Linked DNA regions of Mus musculus: region 1 is linked to region 2. The links are chromatin contacts, called in public promoter capture Hi-C maps. All regions are on one chromosome and are shown on one strand. The core of a region is the stretch at or near the end of the contact, and the rest is flanking DNA. Distances in the headings are between cores, read along the strand shown. Region 1 has its middle 36 kb from the start of Eci2. Region 2 overlaps Bphl (biphenyl hydrolase-like (serine hydrolase, breast epithelial mucin-associated antigen)).

The links. Capture Hi-C pulls out chosen DNA fragments and counts their contacts.
Region 1: a promoter capture Hi-C map of pancreatic islet shows a contact between it and region 2. The contact joins two enhancer-like sites. A contact is called at or near these places in 1 of 115 datasets of contacts at active chromatin or transcription factors (pancreatic cancer cells) and 1 of 9 other capture datasets (pancreatic islet).

The regions. Positions count from the first base shown.
Region 1 is chr13:35,028,617-35,031,485 of GRCm38.p6, forward strand. No RefSeq gene overlaps it. Among named protein-coding and RNA genes, the nearest start is that of Eci2, 36 kb to the left of the region's middle. Within about 2 kb of position 1,430, at least 9 of the 459 cell types and tissues checked have an H3K27ac peak or open chromatin away from gene starts, as enhancers often do. A contact at or near this core is called in pancreatic islet, where this site is marked.
Region 2 is chr13:34,067,479-34,070,369 of GRCm38.p6, forward strand. The region is part of intron 6 of Bphl (biphenyl hydrolase-like (serine hydrolase, breast epithelial mucin-associated antigen)); the gene reads left to right. Among named protein-coding and RNA genes, the nearest start is that of Tubb2a, 9.1 kb to the right of the region's middle. Within about 2 kb of position 1,498, at least 4 of the 459 cell types and tissues checked have an H3K27ac peak or open chromatin away from gene starts, as enhancers often do. A contact at or near this core is called in pancreatic islet, where this site is marked.

The DNA of each region.
Region 1 (2,869 bases), core at 180-2,679, 960 kb after region 2:
GTACATCAATGCTGTTGAACCTGAAAGATGCAGTTCTTGGAGTCATCTGCCACCTCTGGCTCTTACACTCTTTCTGTCTCCTCTTCACTTGGATCAGTGGTTTTAACCTATGGGTCCCGACCCCTTCGGGAGTTGCCTATCAGATATCCTGCTTATCAGATATTTCCGTTACGATCTATAACACTAGCAAAATTAATTATGAAGTAGGGACAAAATAATTATAAGCGTGGTGGGTCACCACAACATGAGAAACTATATTAAAAGTTTGCAGCATTATGACGGTTGAGAACCACTGTATTAGACCCTTGAACCTTGAGGGGAAGAGTTTAATAAAGACATCCCATTTGGGACTGGGTGCTCCAAAGTACCTTATTTATCTACCCATTGTGCATTTGTGGGTCTCTGTTAATTACCATTTTTTTTTTTTTTGATACGGGTTGAATGATGCTCTGATCTCTGAGGCTTTTGTTTGGCATCCTGAGTTTTTCATTTGGAATTTTATGTCAGTTTGGACTTTTTTTTTAGTGACTTTATGTCTTTATTTAATGCTACTTTCAGGTCTTGAATCGTTTCCACTGTCTTATTCAACTGTTTGTGGTTTAGTGGTTTTCACCGAGACATCTCTTCATATCATCTTGAAGGTCTTTGAACATACTCCTAATTATTATTTTTGAAGACTCTTGGGGCCTAATGCAATAGGTTTGCTGGCTTCTGGAGGAGGCATATTGTCTTGGTTGTTCATGTTTGTGTGTTTCTGGAGTTACGATGTTATAAGCATTTCTTGGTGTAGATACTGGGTCTTATCTTTGCTGGGTGAGTGTTCTGAAATTTGTGGCTGTTGCCTACTCTGTCCTGGCCAAGTGTGGCAGCTCTGGAGTCCCTGTTGCTGTTCTGCAGATTGTTGGGAGTCACAAAGGAATGGGCTAGAAGGAATAGCTGAGAGGGGTAGGTAGCAGGGAATAACTAAGGGGACCCTGGGTCCACACCAAGAGGCTGAGTCTTACCTGAGTCCCAGCCTCAGAATGGCAGCTAGGAGTCTCTGGTAGAGAGAGTTCTCCAGCTCCACAGAATCACAAAGGACTATAAGCAAAGGCTGAAAGGGGCCACCAGGAAAAACTAGGGGAAGTTTCTGAGATAGATTTTGTTTTATTAAGCAATTAGCCACCTGTTAGAGGATTTTTCAAGAGTAAAGTTCAAACGAGCCCTGGAGGCTGAAGACCTCGGGAATTTCAGTTTGAATTTAAGGTGGGCTTCTGGCAGAATTTTTTCTGACACAGGAGACTTGCCTCTGTCTTGGCTTTAATAGTTCTTTCAACTGATTAACTGAGGTTCACTCCCATTATTTACTTTCCTGGGAGTCGATGAATCTAAATTAGTGTTCACCTCATTAAAAACAACTCCACAGGGACATCCAGCATCGTGTTTGACCTAATGTTTGGATACCGTAGGCCAGTCAAGAAAATTAACCATCCCAGCAAGGTATGTAGGAGGGAAGCACCTTAGGAGGTCTGTTTTTATAGCTGTCATGGAAATGTGGGCTTCTTGTTAGACAGGAGCAGATTATCCGTACGTGGAGCCTGCGCTCTCTTCCTGCAGCCCAGCAACTGGGAGGGCTTTGTTTCATAGCTGACATCTTTGTTTTATTGTCACTAGTTGAAAACTATTCTCCATTAGTTTATGCTCAGCAATATAACACACACACACACATTTCTGCAGATATGTTTATGTTTAAATATAAATATACTTATTTGATAGGAATAAATTAAATAAAATTGTAGAGGGATTTTTTTTTTTAAATTCCATATGTGGTGGTTTAAATGTGCTTGGCCTAGAAAGTGGCACCATTAGGAGGTGTGGCCTTGTTGGAACATTTCTATAAGAGTTGAAATATTCAGTTTGGGAATTCCAAAAACATGACCTCAGGAGTATAATAATAATTAAAATCCAACTTTATTTTCTGTCCAGTGCTAACTTTAGGTCAGATAGTAAAAGGGGAAGTTTACATAAGCAAGCACACACCTACATTTATGCAGCAGCATTTTATCTCCCTGTACTGTATATCTTTGTTCATTTGCTTATACTAGACAGTGACTCTTTAACAAGGGGGAATTGCCATGAAGTGTTTATAATGAATAAGAAAGACCTGGTGCTGCCAGATTCAACAGGTCCCAAACTGAGCTCACTTTTGAGCCCAGCTCATCTTTGCTCCAACCCCGCATATGCTTAGTCATCAAGGTATACGTCTTTTGGTGGCCTTAGGAAGCCCCCTTTCTCCTATTTCCCATAGCAGGCCATAGTTCTTAGAAGAAACCACATTTATACTGAAGGTTCTGCAGGTTAACTGGCCAGGAAGTCAGAATTATGAGCAGATGGAAAGTTGCATATGGGGCCAGATATCTTCATCTCTCTTTAGCCCTCTTAATGGTCATTTGCTACCACCAACCTATGAATCAGACCTAACATCTTTGTGATGTCAAGTAAAACTTTTGGGCTGTATTGTAAATTTAGCAGACCATTAGCTTCCACCAAACCCAAGTTAAGAACGCCACAAGATGGCACCTGAAACCTACAGAAGAAATCCCTGATATTCTGTTATAACCACACCTACCTGATGTGCCCACTACGGCATCTATTACGTACATTGACTAACAACTTTCTTTAGTTCCAGGTCTATAAATGTTCAAGTTTTCTCCCTTAGTGGAGCATACCATCCAGGGCAACCTGAATCAGGGTGCCCATGCTATAGCCATCTTTGGCTCAGGATAAACCATTTCTTATTCCTGTTAGAGGACGAGCTATGTTTTTCACTGATACCGTGTCTAGCCATCAAATCCTAGGGTTCCTCCTTCATAGTTCTTGCCACTTACCC
Region 2 (2,891 bases), core at 248-2,747:
ATCCTCTGGGTGGACACTTCCCATTAGAGCCAGCCCAGCAGCTATCTGGAAATCTTGTCAAGTGTTAATTGGCACCCATCATATCTAGAGCTGGTGTGAAGAGGCTCTTGGAGGCAACAGAGCTGGACTAACTGGAGAGAATGTGAGTCCACAGCAAGGTCAAGCCACTGTGCTGTGAAACAGCTAGCTGGGCTGCTTCAGTGAAGTTAGAGTTTCTGTCTTAGCTGTCCTCTCAGAAAGACTTTCAGCTCTACAGTAATATCAGAGCATCCCTAGGCTTTCCATGTTACAACCATAGGCTTTCCATGTTCAGTTCAGAGTTCACTAAACTACATGAAGCTCTCACTCAGCACTTTATTATGAACTAGGGTCTGTGACATAGGAGATGATTTTACCCAGCTATACGCTGATGTAAACATTCTAAGCATCGTTAGGGTAGGCAAAGCTAAGCTGTGGTCTGTGGTGTTTAGCAATATAGATATATTAGGTGCATTTTTGTTGTTGTTTTGGGTTTTTTGTTTGGCTGGTTTTTTTTTTCTTTTGTTTTTCCAGACCAGGTTTCTCTATGAAGCTCTGGCTATCTTGGAGCTTTCTCTGTAGACCAGCCTGACCTTGAACTCAGAAATCTACCTGCCTCTGCCTCCCCAAGTGCTGGGATTAAAGGTATGTACCACCACTGTCCAGCAGATACATTTTTAATTTATGGTATTTCATTTTAATTTTTTTCTACATTGCTGGGGATAAGGTCAGGACATTCTATCACTAAGCAACACCCCCAGCCTCAATATTGTCAACATATGTCAGCTTTATGAAGACAGGACTCTATTACAACACAAACATTGATCCTCTCTAGTTCTAAGTCCAGGAAGGGGCTATTGACAGAATCCTTGCTCCCCTGCTCAGAGACAATCTTTCATCTGGTCCTATGACCCACTTTGCCTTTTTTATAAGGTCATTAGTCATAACGGATCAGGATATAACCATCTTTTGAACAAAGTCATGCCTTTAGAGATACTGAGATTTTCAGCATGTGAAGGGGATGGGGATCATTCCATAAGTGGTTTTGAGGAGGCTTCAGATATCAGGAATTAACAAAAACCAGAATCTGCATTTCAGCTCCAGCGGCAAACCTCCATGCCCCTTACTCCTTCCTGCTTGTCCAGTACCCTTATCCTTCACGTCATAGCTCAGCATCTCCCCCTCGGGGAAGCTTCCTTACCCCCACAGTCACATGATTCCTTATTCATACCTTTTTAAACAACGCTCAGCATGTGATTTGATTTTTATCCCATTGAATAGCTCTCTCAGATCTAATCTAGCATATTTTAAAGCCTCTGTTGGGGGAGGGAGAACGTAGAAAGAGAGAAAGGCAGAAAGCATGTGCAAAGCAGGAGCAGTCACACAGGTGACTTTGCAGTGGCCCAGGCACATGGTCAGGCAGGCCTGGGAGCAAGGCAAGCAGGAGAGAACAGGGGTAAAATCAATGTTTACAGAAGGACACTGCAGGGTTGTATCAGCCAAAGGGAGAACCTAAGGGAGAAATCTCTGGGGATAAAAGGGTGCTGAGTAGCATTTGTGACATTGGAACTAAGAGCACTGGAGTGCCATTTGACTGTGTGCCCTAGAGCATTCATTGCACATGACATCTCTCTTGTTTTCTGGTGTGTAAAACATGGGTGCTAGCTTCTCTAGCTGACCTTCAACAGATTGAACCAGCTCTACTCACACGAGGGAGGGCAATAATCACCTTACTCAGTCTATGGATTCAGGTTTTAATATCATCCTCAAACACACTCAGGCACAACCACAATAACATCCAGTTAAACACCTGAGCACCCTGAGACCCAGTCAAATTGATATGTGACGTTAACCATAGCTATGGGGAAGGGCTGATAGGCCTTTGCTCCCCTCCAGAGTTCTTGATCTTGAGGAGGCTTTCCTGGAGGTTAGAGGAGTTATGTAGCAGGAGTGGCCATCTGGGTAGGGGGTGGGCTAGTTACTGTCTTCTGGTCTGGGTCACTGAAGGGAGGGAAGCCCTCTTTCTGCTGCTTCTTTGGTTCTCCAAGTCTAGCCGCCAATGGGAGATGGTTAGACTTGCTAGATGCTCCCAGCTTGCTGGAGCAGTGTGAACTGGAGCATGAAGGTGGAGCCGGTTCACACTTTACTCAGCCAGATAGCAAAATAAGACCTAGGTTCTGATGGAGGGAGAGTCTGATGGAAGGCACCTGCTGCAGCCCGTGCCTGTATACCTCACCCTGCTGGGCGTTCCCAACCTCCCCACTCCCCGCCCCCATGACCTGATGACTTCTCTGTAAATGTTCATGGCTTTTCTATGCCCTCACAAGCTCTGAAATAATGGCAAGGAGACCTGGTATATTTATTAATAAGCATCTCATACTATAGCTGGGTAGGGTTCTCATCTGTTCTAACCCGACCATGCTGGCCTGGCCTATTTCCAGCAACATCCAAGCCATGTGGTGTTACCTGCCATTACCTGCCATTGTCATGTCTCTCTGGCTGCTCCTGCTCCAGCTGTCCTCTCCATTGTCTCCTGGTACCTCATTCCTCCACTCTCTCTCCCTCCTTTTTCCACCCAGGACCTCTTCACTGGAAGCCCTGCCCCCTTCTTTCCTGCCCAGCCAGTGACTGATCAGCTCTGTATTAACCAACCAGAGGTGATGGAAAACAGTTTTTACACAACACTGAGACAGGAGATCTCTGGGCACAGTTATCCGCATCTGAACACAAGCGTAAAACATTCCCCGACACCTCTGCCCTAGGAAGGATGGGAGAGCGATCAGCTAGAGTCCCCTGTTTGCCTCAAATAGAAATACTCCGGGCTGAGGCCTTTTTGACTCAAAAGGATCAAAGTCTGACCCTTTCCAGGCAAA